Linked DNA regions of Gossypium hirsutum: region 2 is linked to region 1. The links are chromatin contacts, called in public Hi-C maps. All regions are on one chromosome and are shown on one strand. Each heading gives the region's core, a stretch centred on a gene start, on an enhancer-like site or on the middle of the called end of the contact. The rest is flanking DNA. Distances are from core to core; before and after follow the strand shown. Region 1 holds the start of LOC107936636 (polyadenylation and cleavage factor homolog 4). Region 2 overlaps LOC107936639 (a long non-coding RNA gene).

Evidence for each region. Hi-C and Micro-C count contacts between places; a contact is called where the count stands out from the background.
Region 2: a Hi-C map of leaf shows a contact between it and region 1, with 4 times the contacts expected there. The contact joins the enhancer-like site here to the promoter of LOC107936636 in region 1. A contact is called at or near these places in 16 of 34 Hi-C or Micro-C datasets (anther, callus, fibers and 3 more).

What each region holds. Positions count from the first base shown.
Region 1 is chrA04:59,110,027-59,116,822 of Gossypium_hirsutum_v2.1, forward strand. It overlaps LOC107936636 (polyadenylation and cleavage factor homolog 4), which reads right to left and starts at 4,160. Exons shown (of 10, transcript XR_005925659.1): 1 at 3,294-4,160; 2 at 1,892-1,993; 3 at 1,218-1,475; 4 at 776-898; 5 at 240-599; 6 at 1-56.
Region 2 is chrA04:59,378,481-59,384,664 of Gossypium_hirsutum_v2.1, forward strand. It overlaps LOC107936639 (a long non-coding RNA gene), which reads left to right. Exons shown (of 5, transcript XR_005925633.1): 2 at 1-918; 3 at 1,560-2,884; 4 at 3,138-5,225; 5 at 6,142-6,184. Among protein-coding and RNA genes, the nearest start is that of LOC107936639, 4.1 kb to the left of the region's middle. Within about 2 kb of position 4,846, at least 7 of the 9 cell types and tissues checked have an H3K27ac peak or open chromatin away from gene starts, as enhancers often do. A contact at or near this core is called in fibers, hypocotyl and leaf, where this site is marked.

The sequences.
Region 1 (6,796 bases), core at 2,910-5,409:
AACCTTGACCCCGCATCATGAATGCTTTGAGGTCTGTGGAGCTGACTTTCAAAATCCTGGAATATAAAATGTATCCCTGGTTATAAATATCCAGGAAAAAAAATCCTAGAGGAAAGAAATGAAAGAAAACTAGAAAAGAATAAAAAAGGTAAACAATCAAACAACCATAATGTTTCTTTCCATGTAACAGAAGTTCTGAGTAATGCATTATATCTACATTACTGTTCATGCAAGATTACCATTTTTTCTGAAACATCAGGAGTCCAACGATCTCTCCTCAAGTTATTAGAGAAGTTGGCTGCATCAAGTTCAGACAACCTAGAGTGCATCTCCCACATAAACTCCTCCTCCTCAGAGTTTTTCCAGCTGCTAGACAACCCACTGCTGTTTCTACCAGAAATGTTATGTGTTACCTGTAAACGAGGATCAGCATTCACAGATTTGGATGCTGAGTAATTTAGAGATCCAGGCTTAATGTTGAAACCATTCCTCTGGCCGGGAATAGTCTTAGTAATGCTGCTTGTAGCTCCAAACCAAGGTGCATCAAGCCCCTGATCAGTAACATTCCCCCTGGTTCTTCTAACTTCTATGCCAGGAGTCTGTAAAAGATCAGAACAATAGTCATAATCACCAACAGGACAGATGTTCTTCTCACAAACAGGCTCATTGTACATGTCTATATGAGAACACTGAATGTGCTGATAATTTTAAGATATCGGCAGAAAGTGATAAGAGAATAAATAGATTATAACATACTTTAAAACACTTCACATACATTCATTTTAACAGAATGATCTCCGTACGACAGTCCAGCTATGCTGCGTCCTCTATCTGGCCTCTCAGACTCCTCCTTTGAGTTGGCCAAAGTCCCAGCCATATCATTGACCATACCTTTTGCCTTCATCATGTAAAACCAAATCAAAAGAAAACCCCTTATAGTACAAACATTAAAAGCTGAAATGAACTTGATGAATATGAGAAGGAAGAAAAAATAAGGGTGGCGCATTGATACAGATGATCCTGTGAAGGACTAGAAAGGAATGATATAGAATGACTCTTAAAATTTTGTTTGTTAGTCTTCAAATGGTTGAGAAAAAACATTAGCAATGCTTGCTTTATAAACATGATCAGACCTCCAACCTCCACAATTGCTTCAGAAATATACTGAATAAAATCCAACGTATATCATGCCCAAAAAAGAGGATTATGGAATTTACCCTGCTTGATTGTTGAAGACGCTGCTTCTCTAGATACTTCGGGTTTACATGAATGCTTTGTGGTGGACGCTGTGACAGTGTGTCCATTCTAGATGTTGTGTTTCCTGAAGATGAACTATTTACCAAAGGAGTGAAGCCAAGTTCCTTTTCAATCACTTGGAGAGTCTGAAGAGGGAATACCCCTTTCCAGGTTCCAAAAAGATGTCGCATACTCTGATGCAAGGGAGCATCAACTTGTCTATATGCTTTGCAGAACACCTAAAAACAGCAGTCAAAATGTAAAACACCATTACACTTGCAATATGAGTATCAAACACATTATAGATAAACACATACATAACACAGAAAGAGGTTTTCAACATTTGGAAGAGTTTGCGACTCTGAGCACAAAGTAAAAATGGATATCTTCGTTAAAGGATAGAATCTTTTTCATAGCATACTCGTCAAACACATTCTAGATAAATACAGAAGTTAAACAAAAAGAAAAGAAGTTTTCAGCATCTGGAAGAGTTAGAGACTCTGAGCATAAAGTAAAAATGGATATCTTTGTTAAAGGATATAATCTTTGTCATAACATAGTCTTCTGCAATTTCTCAGACAACAAACATAAGCACATTACAAGACATCCCCCAAGAGCAACAATGTAGCCAAAGGAAAAAGAATGAAATCCTAACCTCAGGTAATCTGGCAGCAAAACATTTAATGTAGTCTCTCCCAATATTCTTTACAATACTATCTAAAAGATAGAGTGATGGCAGCTTTTGGTCACTGGGAACCTGCAAAGTCATTTTTTATCAGCTCTCAAACCTCAAAAGCAACCTTCATAATTCTTCATCAAAATACCAATCACATCCATACTACAAGCAATGCTGTAATGAAAAGAAAGACAGTGGAGGGAGGAGGGAGGATTGCAAACAGAAAATTGGGTGAACCAAAAGCTTTCATTCTCCTCATAATGAAAGAAAAAGAAAAGCAAAAAGTTTCACAAATGAAGATTTTCATCGTTAAACAAAGTTCTGGATTGCATTCCTTCTATCAGAGTTGACTGCCTTTTACCTCATCAACTTAGATGTTTAACTTCATTTCCCTAAAATCTGACCTCACCATATCTATTTATGATTTCAGCTTATCCCAGGTTTTCATGACTTTCTACCAGATTCCAACCTTAACAAATGGCTCCATCAAAGAGAAAGCATTCTTTCAGATCCAAGCAATTAACATCAGAGGCACCATTATATACTTTGTAGACTTAGAAAGCAATATTTTACGATTTGCCAATGGAAAACCAATGAGTACTGGGAGCAACAGGGTGCTCAACATAAGCATTCACAACGGCATTAGCATTTCTAGTTCTATTTACTCATATCGCCAAACAAAATGTGATTTGAGTAGAATAACAAAACATTGCTAGCAAAAGATGATGACATGTAAGTAGGAAAGCGCTATACTCACTTGAGAAGGAAAAATGAAATGAAGCGGCCATATAAGGATATTGATGTGAGAAAACCCCGACAAATGGATATAATAGCTTAATGAGATTCCTAACCCAATACAATTCATTAGATATAAGTTTCATAATATATGGACTCTCTTTATATTCCATTTCAACATACGCCTGTAATGTTTACAGTCTCTATAATTCATTGGCCAGCTGTTTACAAATTCTGGGGTGATCAGAAACATATTAGATCCATGAAAAAATAGCACAGACATCCAATGAAAGAAGACATTTGCAGGCAACATGGCCTTAGACCGGAACCGCATAGACTAGGAAGTCATATCACAACATATCATTCCTGCATTTGTCTCTTAACCAACATTATTGTACTCTCATCACCCAATTTTATACTTGAAATAACTGTGCAAAACATTTTAACAAGCCTAGATCGAGACAGACATTGATGAAAGCAAAACTAAAAGGAATCCATTAATCCCAATTTACACTTACAATCCAAATTATACTTTTTCCTCGTTTTTTCGACAGTATAGAACTTGCAATTCAATTTCCTGTACAATTCAAATTCAAAAAGAAAGAGAAAGCTTTAATGCATAAGGCACAGCTAAAACTGAGTTCACCTCAAGAATATTAGCGCAGACAGTTGCAGCAACGGCCTTGGCGGCATGAACATTCTCGCCAGCGATTATTGTCAAGTTAGTAATAATTGGTTTCGAGTTAAAAGTGAGCTCAGCTAACGCCGTCTTATACTGGCTAACTAACTCTTGCTGCTGGTGGTGTTGCTGCTGATGTGACACTGGTTGTGGCTCGTAAGCTCCACCGTCGCCACGGGTCAAATCATTGGTGTCGGAATCATTGGACCGGAATCTCAAACCAGAGGCGGGACCAACTGGGTTCGTTCGTTGAGAAAAATGCCGGATATTAGGGTTCGGAGTGAGGTCTTCAGTTAACCGTGGTTTTTTCAAACCAGGTTCTCTTGATCTATCAAATGATCTACGCGGATTCTCCATGTAAGCAAATCGAAAACCCTAAATTCCTAAATCGATAATCACTCTTATTCTCATTTACAGTCAAATTAGCATATCAATTTACCAAAAGGGGGAAAATTACAACATTACAATAGCCTAAATCGAAACTTTAAAAAATCCAAAACCCTATACAAGAAAGGGAACAAAATAAAACCCTATGGATTATCATATATAAAAAAATAAAAAAAATAAAAAAAGAGAGAGAAAAAGAAAAAGAAAAAAGAAAGAAACGATTCTAATTCTAATTCTAATTCTAATTCTAATTCTAATTCTAATTCTAATTTCTAAAGGTAAAGGAACAAAGAATATCGATCAAAAAGAAAAAATGCAGAGAAAATATTTTCAGAAAGAAGAATTTGAAAGAAGAGGGAGAGGCTGGGTGGAGATAAAGAAAGGAGGAAGGTTAAAAGAGGCTAATTGTAAATATGGAGATTGTGGATGTCCAATAATGCAAAGGTCAGTCCAGAAGGTGAGTGGGAGGGCCTAAGATTTCAAACGGGAAATGTAAAACGGAAAATATTATATTTTATAGCCTTATTTGGTCGGCTTATCTTTGGGCCCTGTAAAGGATAAATACAAATCAACCCAGACCCAACAATTATTTGTAACTAAATTATATATAAATTTTTATTTAATGTATAATTGTATATAATATGTGAAATTCTAATTATGATTCAAATGTATTTTTGAAATTTTAATTTTAATTTAATTATATATATTTAAAGAAATAAATACATCAATTTATTTTTATATTGGATCAATATAATTATTTATGTATGCAATATATAAACATAAAATGATGTTATATCAATAATTTTGTTAATACTTTACAATAATTGGATCAAATCTAAATTTCATGTATAAAATTGCACAAAATCAAAGTTCATATAAACAATTGCACATTAAACCATAGTTCATATATGATTTTGATATTTATCCCTATATTTGTTTTATATATTGTACTAAGCGTAAAAATAAATTTAATATCAATTATTAATTTATCAAAAGGAATTTAAAACTAATGCTAGAACTAATAAAGTAAAAGTATAATAAAATTCATTTCCGACCATCCACTTTGTGTAGAATTAAATTATTAAAGTACAAATAGACTAAAAATGGAATAATTCATACTATAAACTAATTCATTGATTTAAAACACACACATGATAAAAGTTCATAATAGGATACAAAAATTCACACATTTTAATTGTGCATGAAGAATCTTGAACTTATGTACTTAAGACTTAGAGCCTCATTAGCACCTTAATATGATATAAAATGTATCATTTACTAATTATAATATGATATATAAAATATTTACCTTAGCCTTACAAAATGTATTTTTTTTTAATAATTTTATTTAATAATTTTTTTAATATCTAATGACTACTTACCATATTGATATAATAGCTTGGATTTAATTTATTTCTCCATAACTTAAGTAAAAAAAATTGGATTCTAATTTAAAAAATCAAATTCTTTATTTGGATAATAAATAAAAAGTTCGGTTTGAACCGAAGCAAATCCAAGTCAAGAGTTAATTTTTGGATTTTAAAATTCATTTTAAAATTTAGAATTTTCAAAATCCAAGATTGATTAAAAAAATATGAGAACTTTGTTCTCTCTTCTTTCACATTGACATCAAAACTCAAACAAAAAAAGTATTAATTTTACTTATAATATGTCATCAAAGAAGCTCAAGGTTTTTAGAATTGGGTCGGTAGATCCACTGGTTCAATTGATCTAATTGTTTCGATTGAATAAATTATTAAAAATAAAAAATAGATAAAAATCGGTTTGACCATCAATTCGGCTGATTCACGAGTCAACCAATATGTCTCCTTATTCTGGACTTACCCCGATCGATTCCCGATCCAATTGGTCTAATCGGTCGCTTTAGTCCATTATTGAAAACAATGATGAAACTTCATGTATTTTATATAATTTCCACAAAATTAATTTATAAACCCTTGACTTTTAATTTATAATTTCCATAATTATGCCATGGGTTTGTTGGTTCAACCGATTTAATTAATTTGATTGGTTCAATCAATTTGACTGGTACGATTAATTCTACCAATCCGTCCAATTCTATTAAATAAATTATTAAAAATTCATAAAATTAAAAATATTTTAAAAATAAAAAAGTTATTCAATCGGTCTGTGTCGGTTCCCAAGTTAGTCAGTCTAATGCCTTTCTCTAGACTAGTATTGTAATACCCATTCCCCGACCCGATTGTCGAGACCAAGCTTCAGGATGCCACATTCGTTACTGGGGCAACTACAACAAATTCCAATACAATTCAATCATTCCAACATGATAATTAGTATAAAACACTTTTCCAGTATGATATGAAATCATTTTTGGGTCTTATATGAGCTTCCAAAAACTATTTTGCTAACCCAAGGTCAGTTAAGGACTTAATTGAAAAGTTTTCAAAATCTATGAGTTGACGTTGGGACATCATGGCTTTCACGTCACAACGTCTTCAATCAGTAAGTTACGTCATGACTTCAGAAGTCTCGATGTCGTGACTCCATTCACTATCGATCTATGTCATGATGTTGAGGACTTGTGGTTGCGACGTCGTCCCTATTTTGACAAAAAATCACATTGGTACACATTCCATGCTTCCTACCAAACACCTTCATACATTCATGAGTTCTTTCCAAAATAAAATAAAAAAAATTATTTCATGCCAATTTATACCAATATAGCAAATTAACATTTAAAATCAAGTAATCAATATGACACAAAACACAATATTCTCATCTAGGCATATTCAAGCCATTTATCAACCTTGTCATACCAAGTCACTCCTTTTTCAAGTTCAAACACATAATGCTTATGCAATTTGGAAACCAAGAATTCAATTGGCTTTAACATGAATCTAACAAAGCATAAACTAAGCCATAGTTCATGCTTAACATACAAACATAACCGTAAGTGCAAATACCATATTGACAATTACTATTAGGGATGACCATTTACATATCAAAGGACCCTAAATACATGCCACAACATTAGATACCAAAATGAAAATATTTTTACTGTTTTGATAATAGTGTGATGTCACTTTGTGAGTTCCGCAAGC
Region 2 (6,184 bases), core at 3,596-6,095, 270 kb after region 1:
CCGCCGATGTTTTTATTAGTATGATGATAATTAGCTTGAAGTCATATCAGCCCTTTCTTCTCAATCTACTTTTTCTCAGTTTGCATTGGCTCAATATTGTTATGTTGAGTACAATCCAGGTAATCATGTTTAGGCTCATTCTTCTCAGCTTGTTTCAACCTAATGTTGTTATGCTGAGCGTGATCCAAATAATTCATTAGGTTTAGGGTTTGCTAGTGTTTTTTCTTCACCGTCTGCTCGCGTATTTTCTTCTTTCATTTTTGGCGCTTCTTTTGCTTGTGTCTCATCATATCCCACTTATGTCGCTTCACCTCCAACCTTTAACTCTTCAGGGTCTACATTTGGTTTCCTTTCTGGAGTGACATATGCAGATTATAATGGTTCTGATTCTAACTCAAACATTATTACGACGGTTGCTACTCCTCGAACGGTCACCGGTCAAGTTTGGTATCTTGATAGTTGTGCTACTACTCGTATAACCAATGATGCTTCCAAAGTTGTACAGGTTCAACCATATGATGGACTAGGTAGAGTAGTGATTGGTGATGATAGGTCAATTCTTATCTCTCAAATTGGTTCTTCTTTCTTAAATTTTGAAAATGTATCACTGGAAGTTAACGATGCCCTTTATGTACCTCAGATTCACAAAAACTTGCTATCTACCTTAAAGTTTACTAAAGATAATAGTTTTTACTTTGAGTTTTACCCCATTTTTATTATGTGAAGGATCTTTGCACTCACCAGATATTACTGCAAGGTCATGAATATGATGGGTTGTATCAGTTACAATTGTTGCACTCATCCTCTCTAGGTTTGGTTGTTGATCACATGACTGGGACTGACTCGTGTATTGATTCAGGTCTGACTCAGTTGGGTCTTTGGCATAGAAGGCTTGGGCATCCCTCCATTGATGTTCTAGTAAGTTGTTCGAAATCTTGTAATCTTTCAGTTCCTAGAAATAAAACTAGATTGTTGTGCAATGATTATGAGTTGGGCAAATCTCATAAGCTTTTCTTTTTCTTCTTCCAATATAGTGTATACTAAGCCTCTTGAGTTGATTGTTGTTGATCTTTGGAGGCTTGCAACCTGTTTCTTAGATGGCAAACAATATTATATTTCATTTGTTGATGCTTTTGCTCGCCATACATGGATTTATTTTTTAAACAAAAAATCTGATGCTTTATCTGTATTTATTATGTTTAATAAACAAGTTGAGTTGCAATTGGGTATAAAATTAAACATGTCCAAACTGGTGGTGGGGGTGAATTTTAGAGTTTATGCCTTATTTTCAGAATTTTAAAATCCGACATAGACTTTCCTACCCACATACTTCTGAACAGAATGGTCTGGTGGAACATCACCATCACCAGATTGTTGAAACAGGCTTGATGCTTTTGGCTCAGGCCTCACTTCTATTGTTATATTGGAGTGATGTTTTTTGCTACAGTAGTGTACCTTATAAATTGCTTACCTAATAAATCTTTGGGGGGACTCTCTCCTACTATGAAATTGTTTTGTAAGCAACGAAATCTTTAATTTCTTAAAGTATTTGATTGCAGGTGTTATCCTCTTCTTCAGCCCTACAACCGTCACAAACTATAGTATAGTTCAGCCGATTGTGTTTTTTTGGGTTACGCTGACAATTCAGAGGGTATAAATGTGCTAATCATCATGACAGAGTCTACATTACACAACATGTGAAATTTGATGATCAAATATTTCCTTTTGCTCAATCACTGTCTGGTTCTTTTGAAATGGCTTCTACTTCTGGTTTTCAGTTGTTACTAACAACTTTGCCTTTATTTGTGCAGTCACCTTGTGTTATAGTTGAGACCTCACCCTCTGTTGGGACTTCTGATGTTGTAGGTGGCTCTCTGTCTTCCAGTGGTGGTTTACAATTTATGGACTTTAATGTTGCAGAACATTCTCAAGATAAGCATGCTCCTCAAATGCTAGAAGTCACTGTTGTTCATGAAGTTCCTTTACCTTTAATGTGCATCCTATGATTACTAAGAGTAAGGTAGGAGTGTTTAAGCCCAAGACTTATGTTGTTGAATTGAGTGTGACTGAGCCTAAGAGTATCCATGAAGCCATGACAATTCCTTCGTGGCAGAAAGCTGTTGATGAGGAACTTCAGGCCTTAATCAAGAATGACACATGTGATTTGGTACCTGCTCCAGCTCATCATAATTTGGTGGGATGTAAATGGTTATTTAAAATAAAAAGGAATCATAATGACAGTGTACCCAGGAATAAAGCTCAATTGGTGGCACGGGGTTTTTCTCAAACTAGTGGTTTAGATTACTATGAAAGCTTCAGTCTTGTTGTCAAGGAAAATACAATTCGAATGGTGCTTGCTATGGTAATCATAGTAGTGTAAGATCCGAAAAATAGATGTAAATAATTCTTTTTAGAATGGCAAGTTACTTCAAGAGGTATATATGTGACAACCTCCTAAGCTTAAGGTTTGTGATTTAAAGGGTAATCAGTTAGTGTGTGAGCTAAAAAAGTCACTGTATGGGCTTAAGCAGGCACCACGTGCTTGTTTTGATACACTGAGAAGTTTTTTGACTAGTACATTGTATTTTCAGAGTTCTAGAGCTTATTCTTCTTTATTTTTAAGAGGACCTCTTTCGGTTGAGTGTTTCTACTACTCTATGTAAATGATATACTTGTCACAGGTGCTTTTGAGGTAGATATAAATGATGTGATTCAAACTCTTCATCAGCAGTTTTCTCTTAAAGACCTTGGTGATCTTCATTATTTTCTTGAGCTTGAAGTTACCAGAGGTGCGAATAATATGCATGTCTCGCAGCAGAAGTATGCTCGTGAGTTACTAGAATGAGCCAGTATGAGTAATGTTAAATCAGTTCCTACCCCGATGGTGAGTGTTCCTACATTTTCCTCACTTTCTAGAACAAAGTTGCCAGATTGCACTTTGTATCATCAGGTTGTAGGTGGTCTATAGTATTTGTGCTTGACATGACCTGATATTTCTTTTATTGTTAACAAGGTCAGCTAGTATATGCACTCTCCTTATGATGTTCACTAGTGTGTAGTGAAATGAATTCTGTAATATGTTAGAGGAACTCTTGATTTTGGGTTGAATTTTTAACCATCTACAGTTACTTTGACAGGGTTCTCAGATACAGATTGGGCCAACTCATTAGAGGATAGAAAATCCATGTCTAGATATTGTGTGTATCTTGGAGCTAATCTTATTGGTTGGTCATCCAAAAAGCATAATGTAATATCTCATTCCACAACTGAGGTAGAATATCAAAGTCTAGAAGATGCTACTTCTGAGCTTGCGTGGTTTCAGTCTTTGCTTGCAGAGATTAGGGTTGTCTTTACTGGAGTGCCAACAATTTGATGTGATAATGTGAGTGTTGGATCTCTCACAGCAAACCATGTTCTTCATGTTTGAGCCAAACATATTGAAATAGACTTGCACTTTGTTTGTGACAAAGTTCTGCAGACATTCTTACTAAACCATTAACCGTTAAGAGTTTTCAACGCTTTTGAGATCAACTTACTGATGTAGCTCTTACTGATTTTTCAAAAGAAAGTAGGGAGGATATCAACTAACAATTTTTAGTTAGGTAGTTCAACACAATTAGCAGTTTCTGAGTTTCTTTTAATTTGTTACGTTAGTTACTAAGCTACTATCTGTTGTATATAAAGCTACTGATGACTTGAGATATACAAGCAATTATGATTGATTTTTTGATATGTACTCTTGTTAATTTCTAATATACCCATGTTTTGCGTGACTCCAATTGTGCAAAATGCCTTTTAGAAACTAATCATACCATTGACGACTTTGAGGACTTTTTCAGTTTTCCTTGAAATCAGTGGGTAATATGGAACCTCAAAAAAGTTGGAGGTATTGAGGTTGCGAGGGTCAAATGGTTTACTTTGTTTCTTATTGTCTTTTGGATGGTTTGGAAAAATTGGAATGATTATGTTTCCAATGAAGCTCATAGTAACCAAAGGCATACTCTAGTGGCGCGAATGGCTTGGGCTCGCAAACATTATGTTCACAAAAAGTAATTAGAGTATTATGGTTTGAGGATATACTCATGCTTCTTGGTAATCTTCATAGGAAGGTTGGATCAAACTTAATACAAATGTATTAATGGATATTGATATAGGCTCTTTTGTGATTGGCGGTATCTTGAGGGATTCGAATGCTTACTGGATTAGTAGTTTTTCTAAAGGGTTGAGGATTACTACCATCTTCCAAGTGGAAGCTCATGCTTTTTTTATGGGTTGTTAGTACTTGAGGAAGTGATTTTGTAAGGTAGAAGTTTAATGCTCTCTTGATCAGTCTTGTGTGTAGCAAGTATGCATCCTATCATGTTTTAGCTGATGCGTGACAAATCCAAAAACTCTGCGTTATTTAGATAGGATTAAGAGTAATAGTCGTTGATGATAAGTATTTAGAGAATGATCCCATTACTATTTGTTATAATATGTATAATTGTGTGTACGAAATTCGAGCAACACCAATTCAATTAAGGTTTATATAAATATAGATATGAATACAAATATCTATTTTTGTTAAAAAAACAATACAAATATTAAATTTTGTTACAGTTCCACTTGATTGATGATTTCAATATTATGCTTTTATTCATTATAAAAGTTAAAATAAAATAAATTCATAATTCATAAAAAATAGAAAATAGAAAATGAAACCCATGAGGATTAGCTCAAGCTCAACGAAAGTGGGTTGAATCTCGGAGTTCAAATCTCTAAGAGGGATCGTATCATTTATTACTCCAGCCTCTTTAGTTGGCTGAAATAGCAATGCATTACAACATAATTCAGTGGGCCCATCACCAAACCATTGTTTGGTTGGTTGTAATAAGCTATTTCAGCCAAATTCCATTATGGGTTTATTCAACTGAAAATGCATCACACCATTCAGTATTCAGGACATGGGTTGTATAACAAATTAGCCAAGGTTTTCATTTTACCCTCACTATTCTCCTTTCTTTCCCACTTCTTAAATCCTTGATTTTTTTTCCGTGTTTCTTCCCCAGCTTAATCTCTTCTACACTTAATTTAAACATTTTTTTAATCACATTTCCTTCTAACCCTATCTGCATCACACACCAAAACTCTTTTTCTCTTCAAATTGGAAATTCTTGATAGCTTAATCCACTGAAAAAAAAAAAGGTGAAGCATTTTTTGAGTCGTCTCGCAGGATCCAAGATCCGGTAAGTTTTAATTTGGATCCAAATTTCAAATCCCCTAGATCTGTACATGTTCTTATAATGGGTTTTGGTTTATAGATCTAATCTCCCAATTCTTAGTTTATTTGATACTCTTTTATCAAATTGTAAACCTTTTGCATTAATATGAATCTTTTATTTTTCAGTAGTTTCTGTTGAAATTGCTATTTTATGTTATTCATTGTTACTTTTTTTTATTGTGTATATGGATGTACTGCTTTTAAAGTTGATTTCAATGGAATTATTGTATAATTGCGCTTGTGGGTTCTTTTCTGGATTTTTACTATTTCAATGTACCTATATTAGATAATGGCTAAAAGAATTGCATACAACTCCGTTTTCAATATTTCATTTCTATTATCTTCTAATGTAACATGTTTCATCTTTGTTTCTCTTGATTGGGTGTCAAATATTGGTCCTTTATGTTCCTAAAGATCCTGTCATTTTTGAAACAAGGGAAGAAACAGAGTTAAATAATGAACTACAACGAACGATGATGAAGATCCTTGAAGATGAGGATTGTGTATTGTGAGATAAATAATTATGCATATCAAGGTATGAATTAATTAATTGAATTCGAATAAAATTCAAGGATTTACAAGTTGGCCGATTAATGTTCAATTATAAACCATCTAATTCATCAGTAAAACAACAAAAAAAAGTATAGAAATGAAAACTAGTCCCTACTCACAATCAGTGCTACATAACAGGCTTTCTATGCTTCAACCATTACTGCCATTTCAATCCTTTTATAGCTACAATGACAAGTCCAGCATATATATCGCTCAACTCAACTGATAGATCTTTGATTGGAAATTGATTAAAAAAAATGCCTTCAATTGATTACAAGTTTGCAGTGAAGCCTTCATCTCTTAAGAAGGTACCTTCAATTTGTATGTAGGATCGAAGGCAGTGTTATGGGCCAAAACAGAAATCAGGACATT